2 separate regions of the Mus musculus genome follow, and region 2 is linked to region 1. The links are chromatin contacts, called in public Hi-C maps. All regions are on one chromosome and are shown on one strand. Each heading gives the region's core, a stretch centred on a gene start, on an enhancer-like site or on the middle of the called end of the contact. The rest is flanking DNA. Distances are from core to core; before and after follow the strand shown.

Region 1 (7,615 bases), core at 3,640-6,139:
GGTCACTTGGCCCAACTTGTTGCCTTCCATGACATCTGCCTCCTGTAAAACTTTCCTAGTTGTATATTTTCAGTATAAACGTGTTCTTGACAGTTTTACTGTTATGAAATGAACTTGTTTGTGGGAACATTTGCCAATTCACAGATGTCTTATTTATAGTCCGCGGGAAAGCATTTTTCTCCATTTATAAAGCAGACTTTCTATATGTGGATCTTCATAGTCTTAATATTCTTCTTAACCATAGAAGTTGTAAGGTCAGCACTAATCTGAGATCACTCAACTTTGATTAATGAAAGTTAAAACAAAAACAAAAATGGAGCCAATTGAATATTTAAAGGTAAGTTCTTATTTCCATAGTGGTTTTCTACTCCTTTTTCTTTTATTTTCTTTTCCTTCTCCTCTTTTCTCCCCTCTCCTCTCCTTCTTCTCTCCTCTTCCTTCTTTCCTTTTTCTTCTCCCTACCGTCTATGCTTAGGATACTATCACTAGGCTATACTTCTTGACACATAATTATTTCTTAATCCTCCAAATACATTGTACCTTAGGTGGCTAAATGGATTAGGCAACACCTGCTGCCCTTACACTTTACTGAAATGCATCGTATCTAGCTGACTTTATTATAAGATGACCATTTAACAGGCAAGGGGTTTCTGGGTAGTGCAATCAGAGATTAAAGTTTGGTCACATAGAAACAGGTATAGAAATTCAGTGGTTTATTGATTACACACAATCTACAAGATGCTACTAGTTCAGAAAGCATAGTGAGAAACAATTCAGATATAGTCTTTGCCATCATTAAGACTGTCACAGACAAGAATAAGCACATATAAAATCCTAATATAATAAATGAGCCTCGAAGCCTCTAGGCCACTTTATACAGGGAATAGCTAACCCAGGTTGTGGCATCAGGAAAGAAAAAACATAAAAATGGTAGTACATCAAAAATTTCAAAGTGAGGAGATGGAAAGTTAGGGCTCTATTGAGCCATTGCTCCATGACAGATGATTCTTTAGCATAGTGGCCTAAAGCACCCATTGTACTGCATCTTAAAGTCAGATATGAGTTAGGAACTAGGGCAGGGATTGGCTGGGAGAGCTCTGCTTCATTTGACTTGTACACAATTGATGGTATTCCACACTGTAGATTCCACTTGACAGGAAACTCTCATGAGTTGTAATTGCTGTGACTGCCTCTAGCTATCCTGGATTAGATTTCCATGCACAGACACCTTACATTGTGTAAACTAATAAAACAGTTAGAATGAGATGCAGAACTTCACAACCAGACCCTGATGAAGGTTTCTGAGAGCCTTGATATTAACATGAGATAAAATAGAACCAACTTGAATCAGATGAAGCCACTTTCGTCCTGACCACTATATATTCCTTCTGAGTCAAATCATGGAGCTCTAGAGGTCTTTCTATGTCTGGGACCCTGCTTCTGTCATTAAGTCGTCGTCGTTGTCCCGTCCCCCCCCCCCCCCCCACACACACACTGCCTTAGTTACTTCTCCATGGCTGTGACAAAACACCATGACCAAGGAAACTTATAAAAGAAAATATTTAATGTTGGGCTCACACTTCCATAAGATTGGAGTCTGTGACCATCATGCCAGGGAACACAGCAGCAGGCAGGCATCGTGCTTACAGTAGCTGAGAGCTCACATCTGATCCACAAGCACAGTAATGAGGTAGACAGAGCTACTTGGAAAATGGACAGAACTTTTGAAACCTCAAAACCCACACCAAGTGATACAACTCTCTCAACAAGGTCTTCTAGTCCTTCTCAAATAGTTCCACTAACTGGGGACCAAGTATTTAAAGCTATGAGCCAAAGAGGGGCCATCCTGATTTAAACCACCACATTCCATTCCCTGCCCCCCCACAGGCTTTTGACCATAACATAATAGAAAATATATTTTCTATTATTCAACTTCAGTGGTCCTCATAGATATTCACAGTCTGAACCCAGTATAAAATTTCAAAATCTTTTCTGAGATTCAAGGCAATGTCATAATTGTAATGTCCTATAAAATAGAAGGGCAAATTACATGCTTCCAAATAGCACTGAATACATGTGACCATCCCAAAAGCAAGGAAGGCAGCCAAAACTGAAAAACTCTACAGCGTAAATTCTAAATCCTCTGACTCCAACTCTGTCTCAGGTCAAGGGCTCCATCCTTCCATCCCTGTCTGCAGACCTCCCTGCCATACATCCCAGGGCTCCTCCAACATCTTCAGGTCTCCGACACAATCCAAGCTTCATGTTCCCAGCTTGGTGCACTGGGATGCAGGGACTCCCTGGAAACACTGCTGACCTTAGTGACTCTCAACCCCAGACAAAGATCCCATAACCCCTTTACTCTTGTATTCCTCAGAACTCTAGAGCCAAACCCATGTGTTGATTCTGCTAAGTTAGGCCACTCACTTGAGATGGAGCAAGGACGCCCTCTTTGAACTATATTTGCATAAATTTTTACTTTTGTGAACAGAGAAGGCCTTAGGACTTTTGCCTTTTATAAGTTGGAACCCTGGCTGGGTGTGGCCTTGCATGGGGGACACTACTTCCTGGGTTCCATTTCACACTAGACCTTTCCTATCTCTTTCAGCACAAGCTTTAGCCCCAGTGTTAAATTTCCTGGTGCTCTTTTTCTCCTCAAACTGTACATTTTGTGTTTCTTTTTGTCCTACTTGCTCCTTTTCACTGCAGACCTGAATGAGAGTGACTATGAATAATAACACAACACTGTCAGGATTAGCCAATGAAATTAGTCCAAAACCTTTCAGTTTTTCTTCAGAAAGATTCTTAGAGCAAGATCCAGTCACATTCTTTGCCAAATTATCACAAATGTAGTCTCTAGCCAAGTTGCTAATATTGGTCCAGTCTGAAATCTCTTGAGCTGCGACCTCCATAGAACACATTGATCTCAGCACTACTGTTTTCCAAGGACCTACTTGGATGGTTTCTTTTTTTATTATTAGATATTTTCTTTATTTACATTTTAAATGTTATCCCCTTTCCTAGTTTACCCTCCGAAAATCCCCTATCCCTCTCCCACCCCTCCTTCCCAGCCCACCCACTCCCATTCCTGGCCCTGGCATTCCCCTATAGTGGAGCCTAGAACCCTCACAGGACCTAGGGCCTCTCTTCCCATTGATAACCGAGTAGGCCATTCTCTGCTATATATGCGCAGCTAGAACCACAAGTCCTACCATATGTTTTCTTTGATTGGTGGTTTAGTCCCAAGGAGCTCTGGGTACACTGGTAAGTTCATATTGATGTTCCTCCTATGGGGCTGCAAACCCCTTCAGCTCCTTGGGTCCTTTCTCTAGCTCCTTCATTGGGGACCTTAAGCTCTGTCCAATGAATGACTATGAGCATCCACTTTTGTATTTGCTAGGCACTGGCAGAGTCTTGCAGGAGACAGCTATATCAGACTCCTGTTTTGTTAAGGCCTATGTAGAGTGTTTAAACTTTCTCAGTCTAAAGTCCTAAAGTCTTTTACTTTCTAAAAAACAAAACAAAACAAAACAAAACAAAACAAAACAAAACAAAACAGCATGTTCAAGTTTGTCACAAGTTTCCCACTTCCTGGTACCAAGTTCTGTCTTAGTTACTTTTCTATTGCTATGAAAAAGAACACCATGACCAAGGCAGCTTATGAAAGAAAGCATTTAGTTTGAGACTCATGACCATCACTGCAGCAGGCAAGCAGGCAGGCAGACAGGCAGGCGGGCATGGTGTTATACAGAAACTAAGAGCTTATATATGATCCACAGGCACTGTAATGAGGCAGAGAGTGATAACTGAGAAGTGGCTTGAGCTTTTGAAACACCATAGTCTTTCCCCAAAATGATATGCATGCTACAACAAAACCATACATTCTAATCCTCCCCAAATGGTTCCATCAACTGAGGACCAAGTAGTCAACCTATGAGACTGGGAGACTATTCTCATTCAAACTATCATACCCATCAATCAAAGTCTGCATGGTTCTGGATCCATCTGCCTCTTTCTTTATTCTCATAGTACCCAGGGGTCAAAACCCATACACTGAGACAGAGATGTTCTGGAACAGTCTTCCCTTCATAGTAGCCCACACTTTCCAAATGGTACTTCATGAGAGGCAGCAGAAACCCCTGGCCCCTCAGTATATTTATCTCAGTGTCACACCTTCAGCTCTCTTTTGGTTCCAAGTGAGCCTTAAGGAAATTCCAGATCAGAGGAAGAGGCATAGGATATTGTAAAAAACAAAACAAAACAAGACAAGACAAAACAAAACAAAACAAAACAAAAAACAGGGGCAATGTACTTGATGAGCCATTTATATTCAAGCTATTCTACCAGAAAAAAGGTAAAGGAAAAATCACACCTTCAATATTAGGGTTTGGGGGAGGGGTCGGTAATGAAATGCCCATATTTCCCTCATTTTCTTCCTATCTGGAATGAGCTCTGCCCGTCCTTCGGCAATGGCTGTTGAGAATTTTCTGGATACACCCAGCCACTTTTCTCTTAAGAACCCCGCACAGCTTAAGAATTTTCCAGCCAAAGGGAGAAACTGTGGAAGTCAACGGCCACGATCAGATGCCCTCTGGCCCTCGAAGTCAATGGTCATCATTGGATGTTGTCTGGCCGTTGTCCTAGTGGCTCAGGGCACCTCTGGTTTTTCACACTCAGTATTTCATGCCAGCTTTAGCTTATAGGGTAAATACTTGATGCTATGGCACACAAAGCCCCATGTGGTCTCCATGTGACACCCTCGCCAACGTAAGGAGTTAATATCAACTAGTGTTGGTTATCACTGCACGCGATGTTACTTTTGTAAAGTCTTGTTCTGAGCTTCTGGCAAGCCTCCAATCTTAGCCATTCATTCTGCTGAGTAATCTCCTGTTTATTTGCCCTGGCAATCAGGGCCAAGAGAAATTTGGCCAACAATCTGAGGAGGGTCAAGCTGGTGTGGGGGAGAGATACCCCGAACATTACAACTAAAGAAAAAATTAAATCACACTTAATCTGGAATAATTTATGTGAGATTACCTACTTTTACTGCCAATGAAAGTGAAGGCTCAGTATTGCTTTCATTTTTAATATTCTGAATCTTTTGTCTGGGTATAAAATGGCCCTTTGCCACAGATTTTAGGCCTTCAAGCCAAGCAATTTATAGGCTACAAATAAAATTGTTATTGTGCCATAAACAGCCTCATAGACAACAAACAATTTTTTGCCTGTCTCTCTAGTCTGAGTAGACTTCTACTGTGAGTTGCTTATACATTAAGCATAAACATGTAAACACACATATACATAGAGATACATACACAGACATACACATAAACACACACAAATATAGACACACAGACACGTATATAGACATACATACACACACATACATATATATAGACATACATAGACATACAAACATACACATAGACATACACAGAGAGACACACACATACACACATACACATGGTTTATATTAGAAACAATTTTTCTTCTGCTTAATGAATCTTTGAAAGCTTGATCATGAAGTTGTAAAATCCTGAGGTCCGAATGGCAGATTTGCTCCCCCGAGTTCTGAGTTTCCTGTGAAACTGAGCATCTGAACTGAACAAAAATGTCCTTTTCTCAACCAAAAATGGGATGCCAGAGGCCTTTGGGGTGAGTTTAGAGATCATGTGCAGGAAAGGTCTGTGTGGTTTCTTCTGCCTGTTCTTCTGGCAGAAGAACCCAGCTGCTGGTGTTCAGCTAGTCTGAGTGGCTCTAACCTACATTTCTCATTCTTTCTTCCATCCCTTCCAATCTGCAGTGACATCTACTTCATTCACAAATTTTAGGGTTGAAGCTGTCCTTTTTTGGTAAATTTTAATGTTTTGTTTAGTCACTGAAATTTTTCTTCTGCCCTACATCAGAATGAGAACTGTTTAGTGGGAGTTGACAGCAGGCTGTGTTTTATGCCTAGGCTGCCCTATCAGAGCATAGACATATCACAGGATCGCAGATGCTCACACACAAATAGTTTGGAGAATGTGAAAGTTCAGGAGATGAATGCAGAAAGCAGGGGAGGGGCTTTGTACTTTTACAGTCAATGTGCAGACTCATCTTCCTAAGACACAAGTGGGGAGGGGATCATCTAGGCAGCTTTGAAGATGAAAAGAAATGCAAGCAACCCATAAAACTTGCAGATTCGGACATCTTCCAAATGGAGAGGTGATGCTGACAACACTGACAAGAATGTGATTTGTAGTCTTATAGCAAACATAACAAACAAGAAAAGAGGGGGTGGAGAAAGGAAGAAAGAAGTCCTTATCAAAACTAGCCCATTTTACAAAGAAAATACCAGATATATTAATAAAGCCAGATCTCAGTAGGCCCTGAGACCGTACTGACACTGTGACAAAGTACCATTCAGGCTGTAAAACTCTGCACGTAAGCAGTACCACCTGCCAAAACTAAAACAAAGGCCCAATTCATCCAAGTCCATAGTTCTGGGAAAGGCTCAAAAGGTACTAATCTTGATTTCTGGTTTCTGCAGTTCTGCTCTAGCTAACTGTTCTTGTTAACTGAAGTATGTCTGCCAGAACATGTTTTCTATGCTTAAAAGCTCACCCTGAAAAAGGCTCATGGCTACACTGGGATCCTGAGCATCCAGTGTGGTTGCCTACTGACTAATAAAGACTGTCTATTGGCTTAAACCTATGTCCAAGCACTTTTCCCTGGCGAATACCCCACAACAATATCATAAAAATATCAATTAAAATTAATCTCACAGATAATTATTAATTAATTCACTTAGTAAGTGAATTAATCCAGTTGATAATTTAACTAGTAATTAATTAATCCAGTTGATAATTTACTAATTAATTAGTTAACCCAATTGGTGAGTGGTATTTTAATTCAAACAGGTATGGTCTCCTTTGCTAGGCCCCCTCTATCATGAGCCTTTAATGCTCAATGTTCTTTTACTTGTAGTTGTTCAAATGAAGTGCTTACTCACATAACAAGGCCAATATTCAATGTATCTTTCCTTATAAACCATGAACAAAGCTGGGGGCGGGGTTGCTGGCACACACCATTAATCCCAGCACACAGGAGGCAAATGCAGGTGGATCTCTGAGAACTTGAGGTCATCCTGGTCTACAAACCAAGTTTCAGAACAGCCAGGACTACATAGAGAAACCCTTTCTCAAAACAAACAAAAACTAACCAAACAAACAAAAACCATGAAAGAGACACCTGAACAGCTATGAAATTGCATGTTAAGCAATTCTGGCCATCCTGTAGAAGAGAAAGCTTCATGGAATTTTGGAATTGCATTCAAACTGATGAATCTATTTCAATATATATGCATATATATGTACATATGATTATCTATTTGTCAAGTTTTGATAGACAATGGCATGTTTAATACACTTAGGGAAATAAAGCACACAGTTTTATTTCACCGTCATAGCTATAGTACTCCACCCTGACCACTAGGTGGCCACCCGGGCCCCTGTCTTCTGCCAAGACTTTTCTCCAGAAGCAAAGAACCCTGCAACAGGATTTAAGTTAAGGAAGGGCCGGGCTTTCAGAATTACAGCACTGTTTTTATAATCGCTTTTATTGACCTCCAGGCCAG
Region 2 (7,615 bases), core at 3,187-5,686, 160 kb after region 1:
ACACAAGCTAGGAAGTAGCTGGTGAAATGTGCTAAGACTGTTGTTACGAAGGCCCCAGCCACCTTCTGAAATGTACTGAGAAAGTTTGTACAACTAGCAATTGAGAGCACCAGTTGAGAGCACAGTAGGTGTCCCTTAGAGCCAGGTGGAGGGCACAAGGTACAAGCTCTGCTAGTGTTACCTTCATCCATTCTCAGGCCAGGCTTCCAGTCTATGCCTGACTTGCCTAATACCAATCCAAGTGACCTTGGAAAAGTTCATTAATCGTGTGCCTCTATTATTAAATGACCTGTGGGAAGTGGTACTTACTTGGTTCGGTTGTTGAAAAGGAACACGCCAGTGAACCCAGGAAGCACTTGGAAGTGTGCATCTCGACCGTGTGGAGAGCGCATAAGAAACACTAGCACTGGATTTCTACACAAACGTCCTTATAAACCACAACCTGTACACAAAGATGGGAACGCCTGTAAAATCTGTGACTAAAAACCTTTGGGATGTGTATCGAATAGAACAGGTTGTGTTCCATTCACAGTTAGAAAGTAGTAAAAATAAAATAAAATAAAGATCTAGAGTTTCTAGCACAAAATATAGTAGGGACCATAGGGTGGGTTCATTTCCAGAGTTACATATGCTAAGTCCTTGCAGATATCTTAAGAAAAGAACAACAAATTCTTTCCCTGGACATCTTAAAGGCAGACTAGTGACTGAGTGATTCTTAGGAGCTTCTTTGAGCCTTATTATCCTGTTGGAATATGGTTATTGTATTGGTGCTACACTTGATTGGTTTCTTAATAGGAAGACATTGTAGACCTCCTGTTTGAGACTTCAAGAATGAAGTCCTGATTTTAACTCACACCACCATCTGCCTAATAGGATGCTTTTTTTCAGGGAAAAGAGGAGTAGGTAGCGTTTCAATCCAAGAAATGATAGTTTCCAGGAATGCCTGAGGCTAACATTCTATCCTATAGTGGCCTGGGCCAGATACTATGACTAGATTGCAGAGAGACAGAGACTGTTGTATGATGGTAACTAAGATGCAGGTAGGCATCACATAGCAGTAGGCTCTGTAGAACAAGTGGGCCCTTCTTCCAACTGATTTATCCAGAAGGAAGGAGTCGGTTCATCCCATTGATAGGAGGAATGAAAAGGTGCCCATAGGTTTCTGGGAGCTGCAGTGATCCTTCAGTTGACCTGTTCTGGGCCGTATCAGAGACCATCAGGGGACCATCTTTGTATCCTTGTTATTCGGCCTACAGACCACTTACACTGAGATCAAATTATAGACGTGGGTGCTCCCACTCTGATCCTCCTGGTTATCCTCAGCATTGCGTGTTAAAACTGCCTTCACCATTTCAGTCTAACCAAACGTGTTCATTTAGGTTCAAAAACCAACTTTATGACGTCTCCATAAAACCTAAAAAAAAAAAAAAAATCCAGAAGACAACAGCTAGGAAGAGCAACCTTTGGAGCCTCTCACATCCAAAATTCCCTTGCGATGGGGAGTAGCTCAGCTTCTCCACTAACACCACACAAAGAACAGTCGGTTACCAGAAACCATGTTCTTCTTTTAATCTGAGGACATCTCTAAATTTCAAAGCTGTATTCTGCAACCATGGAAAAAGCCTTCCTCCACCAGGTCAGGTAATAAGTGTCAAGAACATGCCAAGTTCTCTGAAAGGCATAATACCCTTCTATACTTGCTACCGAGCTCACAATCCAACTGTAGCTGGCTGCAAGAGCTAGAAACTGTCACCTGAGCTTTTTCTACACTTGGAGAGGAGCCAATGAGGAAACCCTTGCCAGCATCAGCAATGCCTCCTTGGAACCGCCTTACCATGCCAGGGATAGAGTTAAGGGGATACAATACAGAAAAGGAAAAGAACAAACAAACAAACAAACAAACAAAATAATGGCATCCCCAGGACATTACAAATTCCAAGAAACTCAATCCATTGAAACTGCCTCTTCAGCCCTGCTCAGTCCTTTGGAAGCATTGAGGACCTTTAGCCATGTATGTCTCAGGAATGAACCTTTAAAAGGAAGCATTTTGTTTACAGTGCACAAGAAGACCTCAATTAAACTTCTATTGCGGCCCCGCATATAAAGCCTTAAGTCCTCCCCATGTTCTACCCACCAATCTCCTCTTTAAGCTGTGAGAACAGAAACAACGATAAAACACCTTTATTTCAGTATTATTTCATGTTTCCTCTCCCCATCCTACAAGTCTCAAAATGCTGGGGAACTCTGGCCTCAAAGGTGCTAATCTGTTGCTTTAGATACTGTTTCTTCATGAGGCACCGGATGGCAGAGAGCATGCCTTTACTGCATACCTTGACAACCATGCCTCTCTCTCAATGTCACTTCCATGAACGCAAGCCTTTCCCTGCCATCTGAATACGCCCACAGTTATAAACATTTTTTTTCCTGAGGAGAACCAGGGGATACACATTGCATCAATAAACCTCTTGAAGGACATACAAAGCTGCCCCAGATGCCGGGATGACTACAGTCCATTAGAGCTGATAAAACATCCAGCTGTCTCTGAAAGATTCAATGTATGTATCTTTAGGCTTTCTCAGACAGATGCATGAGTTAGGCTGGTGGGAGGGGGTGCAGGAGTTAGGGGGTAGGGAGTTAGGGGACCGGATCCCCAGAGGACATCGTTGTATGGGAGACCACTGAGACTGATCCAGGAATAAGCTGCTGGCCTGAGCGTGAAGGAGAGCCTGTTTGTTCTTCCACAGTCTTTCCTCACTGAGACCCCAGGCACAGATTCCTTCCCCTTGGTTTGAAAGTTGGCACTTACCCCACTCAAAGGTATTTTTATGTCCTTCATAGACAAACATTACAGACGAAATTCTTAACATATTTATAAGAACACAGTCTTTGTACTTCACTGGTGGTGCAAAGGGGAGGATATGACAAGGGCTTTACTGTGTTTTCCTCTAAACAAGGTTGCTATGAACTTGGAAATCAGTCGTCTCTGGCTTTCAACTCAGTATCCCAATATACTTATTACTCTTTAATGGAGATGGTATCATGCTTCGTTATAAAATACCTTAAATATGTGTCAGTTTCTCAGGTATGATATCTTTTACGTATCTGTATCATGTTCATTTTTAAACAGAAAGACAGAGACAAAGTGAATACATTTAAGCAGCATTTAAAATGATATAAATCAAGAAAAAAAATTCTCCCATGAGCCAAGATTTCTCACAGGAAGAGATGAGGGGAGAGAAGTCTCAGGTGGAAAGACAGGCGATGGTGTTGTCAGACATTGGTGTGTCTCAGTGTGACAGACATGGGCAGGGACGGGTTGTGAAAGAACAAAGGCGTGCTGGGTGTGCCGGTGTCAACAGTTTCCTGATTCTAACACTTAAGACAAGGCTTCTAAAAATCTAGCTGGAGAACAAAACGACTAAGGTGATAGCCAGGTAAAGTTGTATAAAATCCTATTCTGGCAAAAACCTTCCTGCAGTCACTTGATCAAATCTGTTTTTCTGATGTAACCTGGGCCCAAACTGGGAGGTTTTAAACACTGAAATCCTCTCTACATAACAAGAAGTAATTTCTCCCCTCTTCTTCAAAGAGAAATCTTTCTATTCAATGAAAGGTTTTGAATTGAACATTCAGTTATAGAATGTTCAATTTCAAGCTGTTCGGTTGACCCTCGGCTTTCTCTCCAAGTTCCCCTATGCCTTTTGCCTTTAAAAGTTCAGAATGTCTCCAACAGTAACTGTTCAATTCTGTCTTGCAAGCCTGGACTATGGACAGTGATCTAACCTCTTGGAAAAGACATGGAGTGCACCCAAAAACTGAGAGAGACATTCTCTCGTCCCAGCCGCCAGCTCACGGGTTTCAAAGTCCTGGGACACACATCATGAACAGCCTAGGGCTCTAGCATGTAAGTGGGCAGTGCCAACTCAAACACAGAAAGCACTTCTGCAGGTATAAACAGCAGGCCGGGCCCAGAAGGCAGGCAGCAAGGAGGCAGCCAGCCAGCCAGCCAGCCCGCCAGCCAGCCAGCCCGCCAGCCAGCCCGCCGGCCGACTTTTTGCCTGCGTCACTCTCCCGCAGTCCTCTCCACATGGAAAAAAGAAACTCCTCAGTTGGACTGCAAACTTGGGCTCAAAGAAAATGAATATAGAAATAACCTTAAAAGGATATCTCCCTTAAAAGGGAGAAAGGTCTTCCTGGTGGGTATCCGTGTTACTGATGTGTGGCAGTGTGCGTGGGTATACCGGGACGCACAGCCACATACACACACACACCCCTTGACAGTGGTGTGTCATCAGTAATTGTTTTAATTTTCCTAAAGCAGCACATTTGGCCTTATTTTGAGTATGTCAAAAAGAAAGTCACGTACTTCTCCTGTAGAAATTCGGCCATTTTCTGTGAGTAGCCTTAGTGTTCACAGTTTCCTAAGTATGTGTTAATCTTTAAACATACACCCGTCTTCCAATGTCTGAGCACCTATTGCTGACCTCGACAGTCAACGGGAACACAGATACTCATGTCGGTGGCTTCAGATCATGTGACTGAACAGCAGGGGAACAAAAGACTGTCTCCACCACTGAGAGTAAAAGAACCTGAGCTTACCACACTTAAAGACACTGAGTTTTCTCTGCCTGTGGAGTTGTAAAGGCCATCCCTAGAGACACAGTACATGGGCTCTTTCCCCCTAAGAGTGCTAGCTAATGGGTCTTACTATAAAGATAATTTTTTATACTTCCACTCCATTTTTTCTTTAGCTGAAGTTCATTTAGCAAACTCATTGTATTATTTTTCTTCATTATCCCTCAACTGTCATCTCATGAGCACCATTAAATGTATCATGATGAAATTGCAGACACAAGTAAATATGTCCCTACAGTCAAAAATATAACTCCTACTTGGAAAACTGGACTTTGAATTTATAAAGTTTATACAATGGTAGGTCCCTAAACAACTCCAATATTATTTTCACTAACTGTGCTAAAATATGCACACTATGTTCTGAGACCTACCCAGAATGTATGGGAGGACAATATACAGAAAGAATGGTCCCTGGTATAAATGTTCGCCTGGGGGTAGACTAAAAGAGTCTTTACATTTGAACTAAGAAATATGAACATGTTCTCCAAAGAGACAAAAGCTCACAATGACATAGGATGTTAAACATACCCAATACCATATGCACACATGTACTCTGCAGTCAGATCACAAAGGACCAGCTGAGACCTGCCCTGGAAAAATCATCTTGGGCTATCCAAACCCAGCTTGAACATTATCTCTGTTGGTAGCTAAGAAGAAGAAATAATTTTTCTCAAGTAACTGATGCTTCAGGTTTTCTGTTATGGAAATCCAAAAACCAAAGAAGTCCCTTGATAACAGGTTCGTTGGCTTCTGTGTAAAGCCTCTTGCCTTACCAGTAACGTGTCCTGTGCGTATCGCTAGTGCACCTTGTTTCTAAGGAAAGTGTCCTTTATAATTTTGAATGACTTAAATTTAGATGAAGTCATTTGCTTTTTAAAGCAGAAGGCTTAATGTAAAGAGATTCCTCCCCAGACACCAGAACTAATCAATTTTATAAAACCCTTGTATTTTTTCTTTATTTTTAAGTTAAGGAAATATCAGGCCTGATGGAGCACAGACTTGATATACTCATGACTGAGTTATCCTGTGAATCAAACCTCCCAGAGGCCACCGTATCTCATCTTAAGGAAACTGAAGACATTATGAACTATATACACTATGCAGTAGATACTGTGCACTTGGTGCTAATAAAGTTGAATGCAGTGGGAACCTATATAGTACATAATCGTGGCTGTGTTTTCAGTTAAGAGCAAGAGAACAGGGCAAGTGCAGTAGTTTCTTGCTGTTTTTACTCTGCTGTTGTTCACGTTCTCTGGGGTACTGGGAATGACCTAGGATATCTGAGACCAACTCTATAAAGCCACCACACATCTTACCTCATTTACTGGTCATCTGATCAACTTTATTTTTGTATGTGTTCATTTTCTATTTCAAATGCAAAGGTTTCATCGTCAGAGAGCGACTTCATTCTGAAGTTACTCTGCTAGTTAAATGATGGAGCCAGGATTCTCAGTTGGCTGCTCTAAGATCTCAGGTCTTCATAATATCGTGTGTGTGTGTGTGTGTGTGTGTGTGTGTGTGTGTGTGTTTCAATTCTTTCCCACAGAAAGTAACTATAAAGAAGCTTATTATGAACAGAACAAAGGCTTTATGAAAGAATAAAATACTAATGATTCACACAAAAAGAACTGAAAAAAAAATGGAGATATCAAATTTTGGGATAAAGCATCATGGACTGCGTCCTGTTAATCAATGAATTCAGTGTGTTGCCAACAGGATAGGTGATATCTGTTAAGCTTATTCTAAAATCTATAAAAGATAAAAAAATACATTTAAAATTTAAAGGTGTTAAAATACATTTTAAATCTAGACAATAATTTTAAAAGAAAATGGACTTTACATCCTTAGAAATGAAAATAGTGCATCACCACAGACAGAAGTAGTTTGGAAAATAGAGTGTAAGTAGAGCCATATATGGCCATATAAAAGTCACAGGATGGATTACAAATGGGAGCAACATGTAGGGAAGACTTTGTTTATTTAGTATAAAAATGGGGGAATTCTGATTATGAGATAGATAGATAGATAGATAGATAGATAGATAGATAGATAGATAGATGATAGATAGATAGATAGATAGATAGATAGATAGATAGATAGATAGATAGATAGAAACAAAATAAATTATTAGAGTAGCCTTAACATTTTCATACAAAAAACTTACAAGTCAGAAATTTTATGAAACTTAAAGAGAATAAAATCACAGAAGGAAAATCTACATATAACCTTGGGGTGAAGAAACCTCCTATCATGAGGCATATGTTAAAAAGCAATAAAGGAAGACTAGTCATTCTAGTTATATCAGCCATAAAGTTTCTATAGTGGAAAAAAAACTATACGGTGACAAAAGAGACTGGAGGAAGGGATCATTCTCAGCCACTTGCTTTGCATATAAAATATTAGAATTCAAAATATGAATGTATCCTCTGTGCCAAATCAATAAGAAAATCATTTGACATAAAGACAAAAGTAGATGAGTAAAAACTGACAACTGGATTTTCACAGATGTGAAAAGACACATGTTAAATGAATAAGTAAAAGCTGTTCAACCATACTATAGTAACAATTACCACAAGGAGCAAATATATTAAGAACAGCCATCCTCAGATTGTAAGAAGACAGGCAAATATTTACTTCCTTAATGTAAAATTCTACTGTCTTTGCGAATGATGATTTTACAGTAGCTTTAAATTTTAAATAGAAAAGTTAAATAATAGAACAATAACAAAATCAACACGGAAATTTCAGTAATTGTCTATGTATGCATAGTGCATTTGCTGAAAGGGGAATAATGAAAGCAATATTATTCTCATCCAAACAGCATCCCTGTAATGTTCAGATAAGGAGTCATATAAGGCTCTGAACAGCCAAAGCTGTTCTTCTTTGTTCTTTGAGTAAGAAGAACAAAGTCAAAGGCGTCGTGACCCTGATTTCGAGATGTATTGTAGAGCCACAGAAACCCAAGTAGAATGCTATTAGG

What was found. Hi-C and Micro-C count contacts between places; a contact is called where the count stands out from the background.
Region 2: a Hi-C map of liver shows a contact between it and region 1, with 2.6 times the contacts expected there. The contact joins two enhancer-like sites. A contact is called at or near these places in 2 of 484 Hi-C or Micro-C datasets (liver and nephron progenitors) and 1 of 115 datasets of contacts at active chromatin or transcription factors (fibro-adipogenic progenitors).

The regions. Positions count from the first base shown.
Region 1 is chr10:24,374,637-24,382,251 of GRCm38.p6, forward strand. All of the region lies in intron 4 of Gm15270 (predicted gene 15270), which reads right to left. Among named protein-coding and RNA genes, the nearest start is that of Gm40615, 82 kb to the right of the region's middle. Within about 2 kb of position 4,890, at least 15 of the 459 cell types and tissues checked have an H3K27ac peak or open chromatin away from gene starts, as enhancers often do. A contact at or near this core is called in liver, where this site is marked.
Region 2 is chr10:24,531,190-24,538,804 of GRCm38.p6, forward strand. The region is part of intron 3 of Gm15270 (predicted gene 15270); the gene reads right to left. Among named protein-coding and RNA genes, the nearest start is that of Gm36089, 18 kb to the right of the region's middle. Within about 2 kb of position 4,437, at least 20 of the 459 cell types and tissues checked have an H3K27ac peak or open chromatin away from gene starts, as enhancers often do. A contact at or near this core is called in liver, where this site is marked.